Linked DNA regions of Gasterosteus aculeatus: region 1 is linked to region 2. The links are chromatin contacts, called in public Hi-C maps. All regions are on one chromosome and are shown on one strand. The core of a region is the stretch at or near the end of the contact, and the rest is flanking DNA. Distances in the headings are between cores, read along the strand shown.

Region 1 (4,781 bases), core at 1,851-4,350, 61 kb after region 2:
CCTTGTCCCTCAATCCCCGTTCCAATGTTGGGGCATTTTCTGCTGTGACTTGGTGCCAGTGGCCCACTGCCAAGGTGAAGGTGGAGGCGGGCATGGGCATAGTGACGTAGTAATGCCAGATTAAGGAGCCTGCAGAGAGTAGTAGAGAAAGGATGAAAAAGTCAAAAAGGTGGGAGGGCGGAGGGGCAGAATAAATCATCTTTCCACTGAAAGTCGTTTTATTCTTTTATTTCAAACTAACAGATCCGTATCCCTAATGGCACGGATCTACATACTGGTCCTATGGCAAAGTTGACATCTTCCATGCCAATTAAACAAATACTTCAATTAAGGATTTTTAAAATTGAGTTTTTTTAAAACAATACTGCAGTAATCTCATCCTGACTTGCAACCATTTTAATAGCAAGTCTCGTGTAGAAGCCTGGTGTTATTTCTCAAGCTCCTACACAGGAAGTTTACACATTCTTACAGATTTATTTTTGGTTGCAACAGATGTCAATGAGCACAACACACTATAGGTATGTGAATTACATCCGAGTCTGGAGGAAACTGGTTTCAAAAGTAAACCAAGTTGCCTTTGAAACGTTGCCGTATTGCTTCCTAATAACACTTAAACTCAGGTTTCAACGACACCAAAATTACATATTTTACCCTTTTATATTTTACAGAATAGGTAAAAAAAAGGAAACTACTTCAAATGCACTTTAATAGTTTAAACGAGAGCAAATGAGCGACTTTGTGCAACATTGATAAAATCGACTAGACGTCTACTAGTTGTCACAAACGGTTTGTGAAAGAACAGCTTACGCGTGTCCCCGTCCTCAACGGGTACGGCGGCCTCCTCCCCACTCATCAAAACCACGCACCCGCTGGGGGCCCGTACCGCCGCCTGCCACGTTGACATGGCAACAGGCGGCTCCTGGCAGGGGAAGAGTGCTCTGTTGTTGATGGGAGAACCTGCAGTGTAAACACACACCCTGGAAGGGTAAACAACGGTAAACTATAAACAACCCTCGTGCAAATCTCAAAGGATCCACCACCAAGACACAGGCACGTCAGGCATGGACACGCAGAGGAATAGAACAGCCCAAAGGGTGTTTCTGTGCATTAACGAAGCCGTCGATCCTCTAATCTAGTCTGACGCGACGAGCTCAGAATATTACACTGTCATTCGAGTAGCAGAAATCAAAACAGTTCTAAAGTATTTAGAAGAGAAGTCTAATAATGTGAAACCAAATGACACTGTGAATGATTTGCACGCGGAGACAAACCTGTTGTCCTGGTCTTGGGTCCACCTCACGGAGCCCCCCTCCGGCCTCGTCTCATAGCAGATCCTGAGGACGCGGGGGAAGTCCCGAGGTGACACCGCCCCCTTCTTCCTCACCTGCAGACTCCAGCGGTCTGTACGGAAAGGCAGCGAGCCGCCACCCGGAGCGCCAGGGGCTCGGCTACACAGCGAGAGGAGCTGCTGCCGTCGCCGCCATTGGCCAGCGGGCACGGAGAGGAGGTTCTGAACGAAGGCCGCTTCGGGCTTCACCGAAGGGACGGCGGACCCCTCGGGTGCGACAGGGTGCGGCAGGAGGCCCGGCGCGGCCGACGCGGAGGCCACGTCCACCTCTTCCACCTTCGACACGTCGAGGTCACAGCAGTCCAGCAACAAGGTGAAATCGCCGCCGCTGTTGGCCTCCCACGACCGTGGCGACGGACTACCTCCGCTTTCAGCGGCAGCGTGCGCCGACCCGCTGCCAGGCGGAGCTCGGGGTTCAGGTGCGTCCCTTTCTCGGCCGGCACACCTGTTCTTCGCCCTGGTCGGGGTCTCCGCGAGTCCTATTGTCGCATCTTCCTGCTCATCCGCATCCCGAGATCGACACTCAAGAGCACCCGGGCTCCCTCCGGCCTCCTCCTTGGCGCTCCCCGAACTGGAGCAAGGCTCCAGGAAGAGAACGACGGTGCCGCCGATGACCTTCCTGTCGAAATGAACGGCCAGGTCCAGCACGTAATGTCTGACGAGTATGTGGTTAGTGTTGGCTCGGAGGGGAAGGTCATCCGCGTCCGGCTCCATGTCACACAAATACGGTCTAAGTTGAGCAGAGGATGGTTGAACCTGAAGACCGAAAATAAAGCTTCACTGCAATTGTGTTGTTTCCGCATTCATTTACATATCTTATGGTAATGGTAATGGTAACCAAACGCTTTTAGTTCATATTCTATAGCTTCCTGTGGACTGAGGTGCTTAATTTAGTTGCTGAATGTGCTGCGATGAAGCCAAAGCGTCAAAGTCTGCAAGCTCAACTCAATCCGTTCACGCATTAATGTTTCCAGCGAGGAAAACTTGTTTCACGATGGCATTTTGATCGGTGTTAATGAAGTGGCAGTTTAAGTGATTTGTTTTATCAGCAGAAGACCAGGACGAGCCACCGACCCGCTGCAGTCTGTTAGAAAGGCTCTCCTGCTGCAGCTGTATCTGAGGTTTCACTGTCTCAATGCTCGGGGCATGAAGCAGGCTTGGCAACACCGAGTGGCAATTACCATTGACAGCAGGAAATCCTCAGAGGTTTATTCGGTGCGGGGGTAAATTCGTAAAATTGAGCACACAAAATCAGAGAATATCAGCGGCACCGAGAGGTTAAAAAAAAAAGAATAACGCCTCGCATTGGTGTAACGGGTCGGCTAAATACACGACACGTGTGACCGGTCTGTTATCTACATCACGTGCACACTGGTGAGTATCACCTGTAGTCAGGTCGGCTAAATGTCACCACAGGACGGAATGACGCGAGACGGGCAGCGTCCTAAAACGGGTAAATGCCCCGTTATGCATCGCCCGCCTCACGGTGCCTTTAACGCCTGAAAGCCACCGCGGGTTTAACGCCGAGGAGTCACGCGCGCAGTTACGGAAATCTTCAACAAACCTGTGTCCGTTTAATCGACGTCGCGCAGTGATGACGTTGCATTGACGCGACAGTACGAGGTTGTAGTTTTTGCATTTGTTACCCAAGTTCTTCCCGCCTTTTAAATAGTTCAATGTACCAACCACATTGGATTAGTTTTTTTATACAATAGACCAATTACAAAAATATTGATAACATTTAATCTGTGCATGTTGGGTTTAGGTTATCAAGTAATATAGCTTTGTAATATAACAGCAAATCTTTTTTTAAAGACTCTCGCCACAATTTATTGACAAATGTGGGATATATTAAGTTTTATTTGAGTTCAACAGAACAGAATGCCTGACAAGTAAAAATTCCACAGTTATTAAAACACAACAGGTATACACATAAAAATAACTCATGAAGAAACAAATGAATTTTCCAGATGTTGATTGCCACCAATTTATCTCATAACACCAACTTACAGCAATGGACTGCATGTTTAAAAATAGCTATACATTTTTAGTTAATACTCACATATTCCACAGCTCATAAATAACAGATGTACCTGGAAACAGAGCGGAAAATATTCAAATGACTATCAATGTATATAAAAGTGTATACACGCACTTTTGAAATGGCAAGTGCATTGACGTTACTGTAATACAGAGAGCTGTTAATGGATGTCAAAAGGAAATCAGGTCGCCACTATCGAATACTGCAAAGCAGAAATAAAGCTTTCCTCTGTAATGTATTTTGATGACTGAACAAAATGCAAAGCACCGCTTTGTGGCGTCACTTTTCAAAGTGTTGTATTTCTAGCATCTCTGTTCTTATGTAAGGAGGAATTCAATTTGGCACTCTGTGCATTGTAGGAATTAGACTATTAACAGGTACTGAAACTACTGGAATATACATTGAGATTCTTACAGTGCACTCAGTGACTGAATCCTGCCAACTAAATAAATCATCAATAAAATCATTATTGCTGTTCTTATCTAAAAATACATTTCCATACAATGCAAAATAGTTTTTCATAGCTTTGTAAACATCTTTTTAACTATCTGATGTAATACATCTATATACAAAATGAGTATTTAGAGATAAGCCATGTGTGATGTAGAGCCTCAGATGCATCAATAAGTTAAACTCTTCCATTAGCTACATGACCAGGTACTGTATATTCAACAAACGTAGGAAATTGTGTCTTATTTTTCCAGTGCACAAATCCACCCATACTGCTGCTGCTCTAACCAGCACATTTCATGTAGACACCCAGTAGAATTTCAGAGGCCTTTTAGCACAAAACAGAATCATTTGTCAAGTGAATTCAGTATGGCACCAAAATCCTCTACTCCAAACATGATCTAAATAAACACACATCCATTGAGACATGTACATACACACAGGACATAAGCATTATTGGCACACACACAGACCCTGGGCCAGCAAGGGCCTCAGAGAGGAACTTTAGTCCGCTTATGTACCAACCCAGAGGTTGCAGCATTATTAGGACTGGCAGCTAACTAGAAAAAGAAGAAAAAAAAAGAACTCAACAGCGCCAAAAGCATCTGAAGATTTTACAGTGAAATGCTCTAAAGCTCCATGTTTATATGTGCTCATTCACCTTTTGCCTCCTGTAACAAACAACCCTAGAAATCATACAAAGTGGACGTGCCTCAGACATTAATAAGCACTGCTGGACTGTTGACAAGCAGAGTCCTCCATTGTGGACACAATGCGTCTCCAGCGCAGATAAGAGCAAAAGGGTGTCACCAGCAGCTCCTTTACTTCTCTCTTCTTTCATGTCGTCTTCACGTTTCCTCTTTGGGTTGTGTGACAGCCTCCCCTTCCTCTCCCTAGCGCTCTCTCTCTGTCTCAAAGAAGTTGTGGCATCCTCAGGAGTTT
Region 2 (5,027 bases), core at 1,248-3,747:
GGAGAAGAACTGGAGAAACGCTGAGCGGGGGTAACCTTGGTTGTACGAATTTCGAGGGAAAGGGGATGAAATGCAGCTGCCGTCCCAGAGATGCAGACGGCTGATTTGATACACTCCTGCTGCGCATTTTAACAGGGCCCATTATCCCCACTACTGCTCCATTCTCCAGGAGAGAATCCCAGAACATCGTTTCCAGCCAAAGGTGTGAAAGTAGTGGGTTGTGTTGCTCTGAGCCAGTAGACGCAGCTGCCAGTGCTCTGTAGGTCGCTGCTGCGAAGAGAGACCTTTACGTCCATCGTGCTATCTCCAAATAAGCACATGTTTCTGACTTTGTACACTTCTCTGCGATCCAGGTTTTTAATTTATTAATATGGTGCGTGTAATGGATTTTCTCATCTGTAAATTAGCAAGACAATAATAAAAAAATGCCCCCGAGCTTCTCAGAGCCCAAATTTACATGTTAAATTACGTTATTTTCATTTTTTTCCTATGAAAAATTTGCAAATAATAGTTTGTAAACTAAGAAAGGGACAGATAATAAAAATATGCTGTTTGGAGGCTAAAACCCATATGTAGAATAACAAAAATGTATTTACATTTGCTGCCTCATTACAAAAATGAGGCAGCTGATTCTATTTCTGACAAGGACCAGAAAATATTTAACATTGTTTCTAGGAAATCTAGAAAGTCATCTCCGCTTTTGTCATTCTCTCACTTGTTTCTGGCAGGACTGTGTTCAATCTCTTGTAGCTCCGATTAAAAAGAAAGTTAAGTATTATAAATGTAAATAGCTTTAGACAAAACACAACTCGTCTAAACTTTGTACTTTAAGATGTTGCTTAGCATAAAAGCATACCATTCTTTGTGAATTTGATCACTACTGTCCCTCAGTGTGATGATATCTGAGATAAACAATTCAAATTCAGTATCTAATTGTGAAATTCAGATGTCTATTAAAGCTCTTTGTGATGGTCTTTTGTTCCGGTCAGCGGGACTGGACAAACATTCCTGGCAGACAATCTGAACAGTGGCTCGTTAATAAAGATATTATGATGTAAATGACCCCAGACAGCCTGTTAATAGATGGTGTGTGTGTGACACAGGAAACCAAATCATTTCCATCCAGATTTTGATGAAACAAAATCCACGTTTCATAATCCATTTTTCAAAATGTATTAAAAATACCTCCACTCTCTGTCATTTATGTTATTAAGTGAGTTTCAAATAAAACGACTGTGTAAATGTGTATAAGTCATTAACCTGTAAGTCGTGGCTTAGGAATTGGAGAAGGAGAAAGTTGTAAATATTAATACACATACTTTAGCAGGCTAATGAGGAATTAAATGAAACCTCCCGATCTGCTTAGTTTTTAGATATTACTACTACATGGTGAATTTATAACTTCAAATATAATCCAACAAAAAGAGGCTCATCAGTGGTTTTCTCGGTGGCCAGGTAGATTTCTGTTTCAGGTGACATGACTCCCAACTAAGATGGAGATGAATGTTGATTCTTCCAGCGACGCTGGTATTGTTTTCACCTTGTCAGGCTGTGTGCGTTGCCAGGTGTTGTGTATTTTTGTGTCTGTGGACTGGGGGACTGTTCTCTGACAGACATCAAGGACGGGACGAAAAATAATGGGACATACAAATATGTCATGTCATATGCCGTGTCAGTCATCCGTGTACTTTTGCCACTGCAGGTCAGAAAAATCTTTTAAGATCCTGCGAAGTATCAGGTCACTCTACTTTTTCATGTTCTGTGCTGTAGGAGGTTCCACACAGTGTTCGAGGCCTGGTTCCTTCTGGTCCAGTGTTCCCATTGGGTGCAAGTGGCTGTCCAGCTGCTGGTGACGTCGGAGCCTGAGGACTGTGCCCCCCTCCTGTGGCTGCTCACCTTCTACCACCACCCCACTAACAGGGGGCACCACAGAGCGCTGCAGTTGGTAAGACATCCAGAGACCTACTGGTCCCCGCAGTACGTGTCCCATGAGATCCTCTTCCCTTTTCTCTAGTGTCCACTCAACATTTCAACTTGTCTAGTGCTTTTGGTTTGTGACCAAATACAAACCTTATGACTTTCTCCTCAGCCCCAGCTGTGCTTTGTGTTCAGTGCAATTCAGAAAAGGTTAGAATGCTTAAATAATACGTTGAACATGGTAAACTGTATACCTACTTTGGACACTGGATAGATAGATAGTTACAGTAGGTTTATGGATGGATATATTGTCACGGCCAGTGTGTTCTGATGATACATTCACTCACCACTGTGCACAGCCTCACGCAGCCGCTAGTGTTGCCTTATTTTACACTTTATTTTGGAAACATATTTTGAATCGTCCTTACGTTGTTGCTCATATTGCATTTGCAACACTGCAAAGATCAACACTGTACTGACTTGTCATCTTTATTTGATATGACTTAAGAATAGCTAGGTCCTAGTTTGGATATCATATCACACAGCCTGCAGCTATAGCATATAGCATGTAGCATAACTCAACAAGTCCACAATGTGGATGGTCTGTATATTGTTAGTGGTATAATATGTGTCTTTGTTGAAAGCAATTGAACAAATACAGAGAAAAGGTGGATCAGAGCAATGAGAGAGACACAGAGAGAGAGAGAGAGATATGAGGGAGGGTGGCTGGGTGATGTAGTATTGATTTCTCAGTTAGTGTCTGGCCAGCTGACCCGAGTTTCTCTCTGTCTCCTGTTTGTCCGCCTCCTGCCATAACCCTGTTAGACTTGCTGCAGTCGCCGCCATCTCTGACATTATGATCAACGTGCACGAGGTTGACTTAATTCATCACTACTAATCTATTGGTTTTCATTTGGGCGGATATTTAAAGCAATGATTCTTGATTCCAGTAAGGTCTGTACGTGGACATGTCAGCTGACCAGACATTTATTGTGTAATTTCTGTTTCCAGGTACGTGGCAAAGAAGCATGGGACCACCTACACTCCCTGTTCTCGGTCTTGGATCCTCCTCTTCCTATTGATCTCCTGCAGTCATTGGTCACTCTGCTGTCCCCACAACCCCAGCCGCCACCGCTGTCTCCATTGTTGACACTCAACCTGTTTGTCAACTTTGCTGTTTTTCTCCAACAATCCCTGAGTGCATCAACGGAGATTGTGCAGATGGTGAGGAAACCATCTTCCTATTCACCAAAATGTGCTTTCAGGTGACATTTTTGATGTATTGAAACTGTAACATCAACAATAGATTTTCTTTTTTAATTAAAAACAGATACAAACTTTTGGGCTAAATAAAATTTAGCAGTTTTTAAGTAGTTGTGTGTATATATTTTTCATGTACACCCCAGTTTGGATGTCGAATGATTGAATGATTATTTAGACGGTGTGTCTTTGTGTACGTGTGAGTCCAGGTGCTGGATCGCTGTGGTCTGGTTGATGGAGCGCGGTGGGTTCTCAGCTCCCTGCAGATCAGAATGAACCAAGGCGACTGCTTATCAAGCGACACTGAAAGAGTTCATCTCCGGATCCGGGCACTCCAAAACACATTAACACATATGCACGTAGCATCAAGCCCTGCCAAGGAATAAGCCCTCGCACACACACACTTCAAAATAGGTGAGAGTGCGCGCACACACACACACACACACACACAATGCATAGAATCCTCAGCCATCCTCAGCTCAGGTTTTTTTTTTCAAGGCACTTGTGCAGAATATCAAATAGCCACGCTCTTGTTGGGACATGCAGCGGTGCATGGAGTGTGTCAAAACATCACAGCGAGGACAGATTAGGTAGAGAGTCGTCAATCACACGCAAACAACCACGCAACACATCTACAAGGCCCACTAGGATACTTCAGCAGCGACCGATCACACTACAAAGCAGCAGCGGCTCGTAAAACGTGTCATATAATCGTCTCACTCACTAAGTATCCATGATGTTACTCGAACTGACTGAAATACAATTTATTTGTTTGAGGGCAGGAAACCAAACACCAGTTATCTGTGTGAATACCATTTGTGTTTAAATGTTACTTACTTTGTTATAAACAACAAATCGCAATATTTTTGTACGTTTTCTATACAGAATGACTCCTTATCCATAATTCTAAGTGCAGAAATTTTGTAAACTGATATAGTAAGAAAAAATCAAATACCAGAGTTTTTCTCAAGAATTTTTATTTAAACATGAACATTCACTTAAAATGTATGATCAAAATTTACACACAGCAGTAACAAAACTGGAATTAACGCCTTTGGAAAAGTGTTGTAATGGACTGAGTGAAGTAATTTGTCGTCTATAAAAATGGGAATGACCTGAAAGCATTTAGTCTTTAACTCTTACGAGCCACATCATGGGTTTACCACATGCTCCTAAACATGGATGGGTGTGCCTCTGGCCACACAAAATCTATCATTTTAAAACCGGTAAATTGTGATTTTTCCCTTTCATTAAGTAAACAATGTTGTGTCTCACTAGGAACAGCTGGCGTTATTCCTCATTTCTTTGGACTTAAACATGCAGAGCTGCTGCGCTCCAAAGCTTCCCAGTTGGCCGGTTTGGTTTCCACTCCGCTGAGTGATTCTGGAGCCGGCCCCCGCTCACTGAGGAAGAGGAGGTGACCGCTGCGCCCCGCGTGCCAAACTCCTTTCATCTCCGTCTGAAGTCAGCAAACTGGAAGAGAGAGATACGTTCACATTGGAGCATTACGGAGCCTTTGGTCACCGGATGTGGAGGCAAAGCCTGGATACTGTGTGTGTTCAGTATCCACAAATAATCCAGTTTGGTCTGAAACCACCGGTACAACCCATACAGGGCATTTTTTTCTGAGTTTAAATGTAGATCAACCAACATGATTTGGGTTACAAATGAATCTGTGAACAATGTTATGAATAATTTTGTAGGTAGTAAAATATATATCCTTGCAACAGACTAAAACAAAAGAAGCAAAGTGGTTGCCAACACTAACGAGTCTTTTGTGTACCACCAGTGCTTGTGTCGTCTTCTGGTCCGGTGTGGAGTGGACTGGACTCCGGTTCCTGCTGAACTGA

Evidence for each region. Hi-C and Micro-C count contacts between places; a contact is called where the count stands out from the background.
Region 1: a Hi-C map of skeletal muscle shows a contact between it and region 2, with 3 times the contacts expected there. The contact joins the promoter of aopep here to the enhancer-like site in region 2. A contact is called at or near these places in 5 of 6 Hi-C or Micro-C datasets (liver, skeletal muscle, tail fin and 1 more).

The regions. Positions count from the first base shown.
Region 1 is chr13:7,800,394-7,805,174 of fGasAcu3.hap1.1, forward strand. aopep (aminopeptidase O (putative)) reads right to left here and starts at 3,101. Exons shown (of 19, transcript XM_078087365.1): 1 at 2,734-3,101; 2 at 1,272-2,104; 3 at 808-977; 4 at 1-129. The coding sequence starts at 2,062. It overlaps dock8 (dedicator of cytokinesis 8), which reads right to left. Exons shown (of 48, transcript XM_040195064.2): 48 at 3,177-4,781. The coding sequence ends at 4,772.
Region 2 is chr13:7,740,099-7,745,125 of fGasAcu3.hap1.1, forward strand. fancc (FA complementation group C) reads left to right here. Exons shown (of 16, transcript XM_040195900.2): 13 at 1,771-1,945; 14 at 2,929-3,141; 15 at 3,387-3,591; 16 at 4,456-5,027. The coding sequence ends at 3,563. aopep (aminopeptidase O (putative)) reads right to left here. Exons shown (of 19, transcript XM_078087365.1): 19 at 4,138-4,650. Among protein-coding and RNA genes, the nearest start is that of fancc, 20 kb to the left of the region's middle. Within about 2 kb of position 2,498, at least 2 of the 9 cell types and tissues checked have open chromatin away from gene starts, as enhancers often do. A contact at or near this core is called in liver, where this site is marked.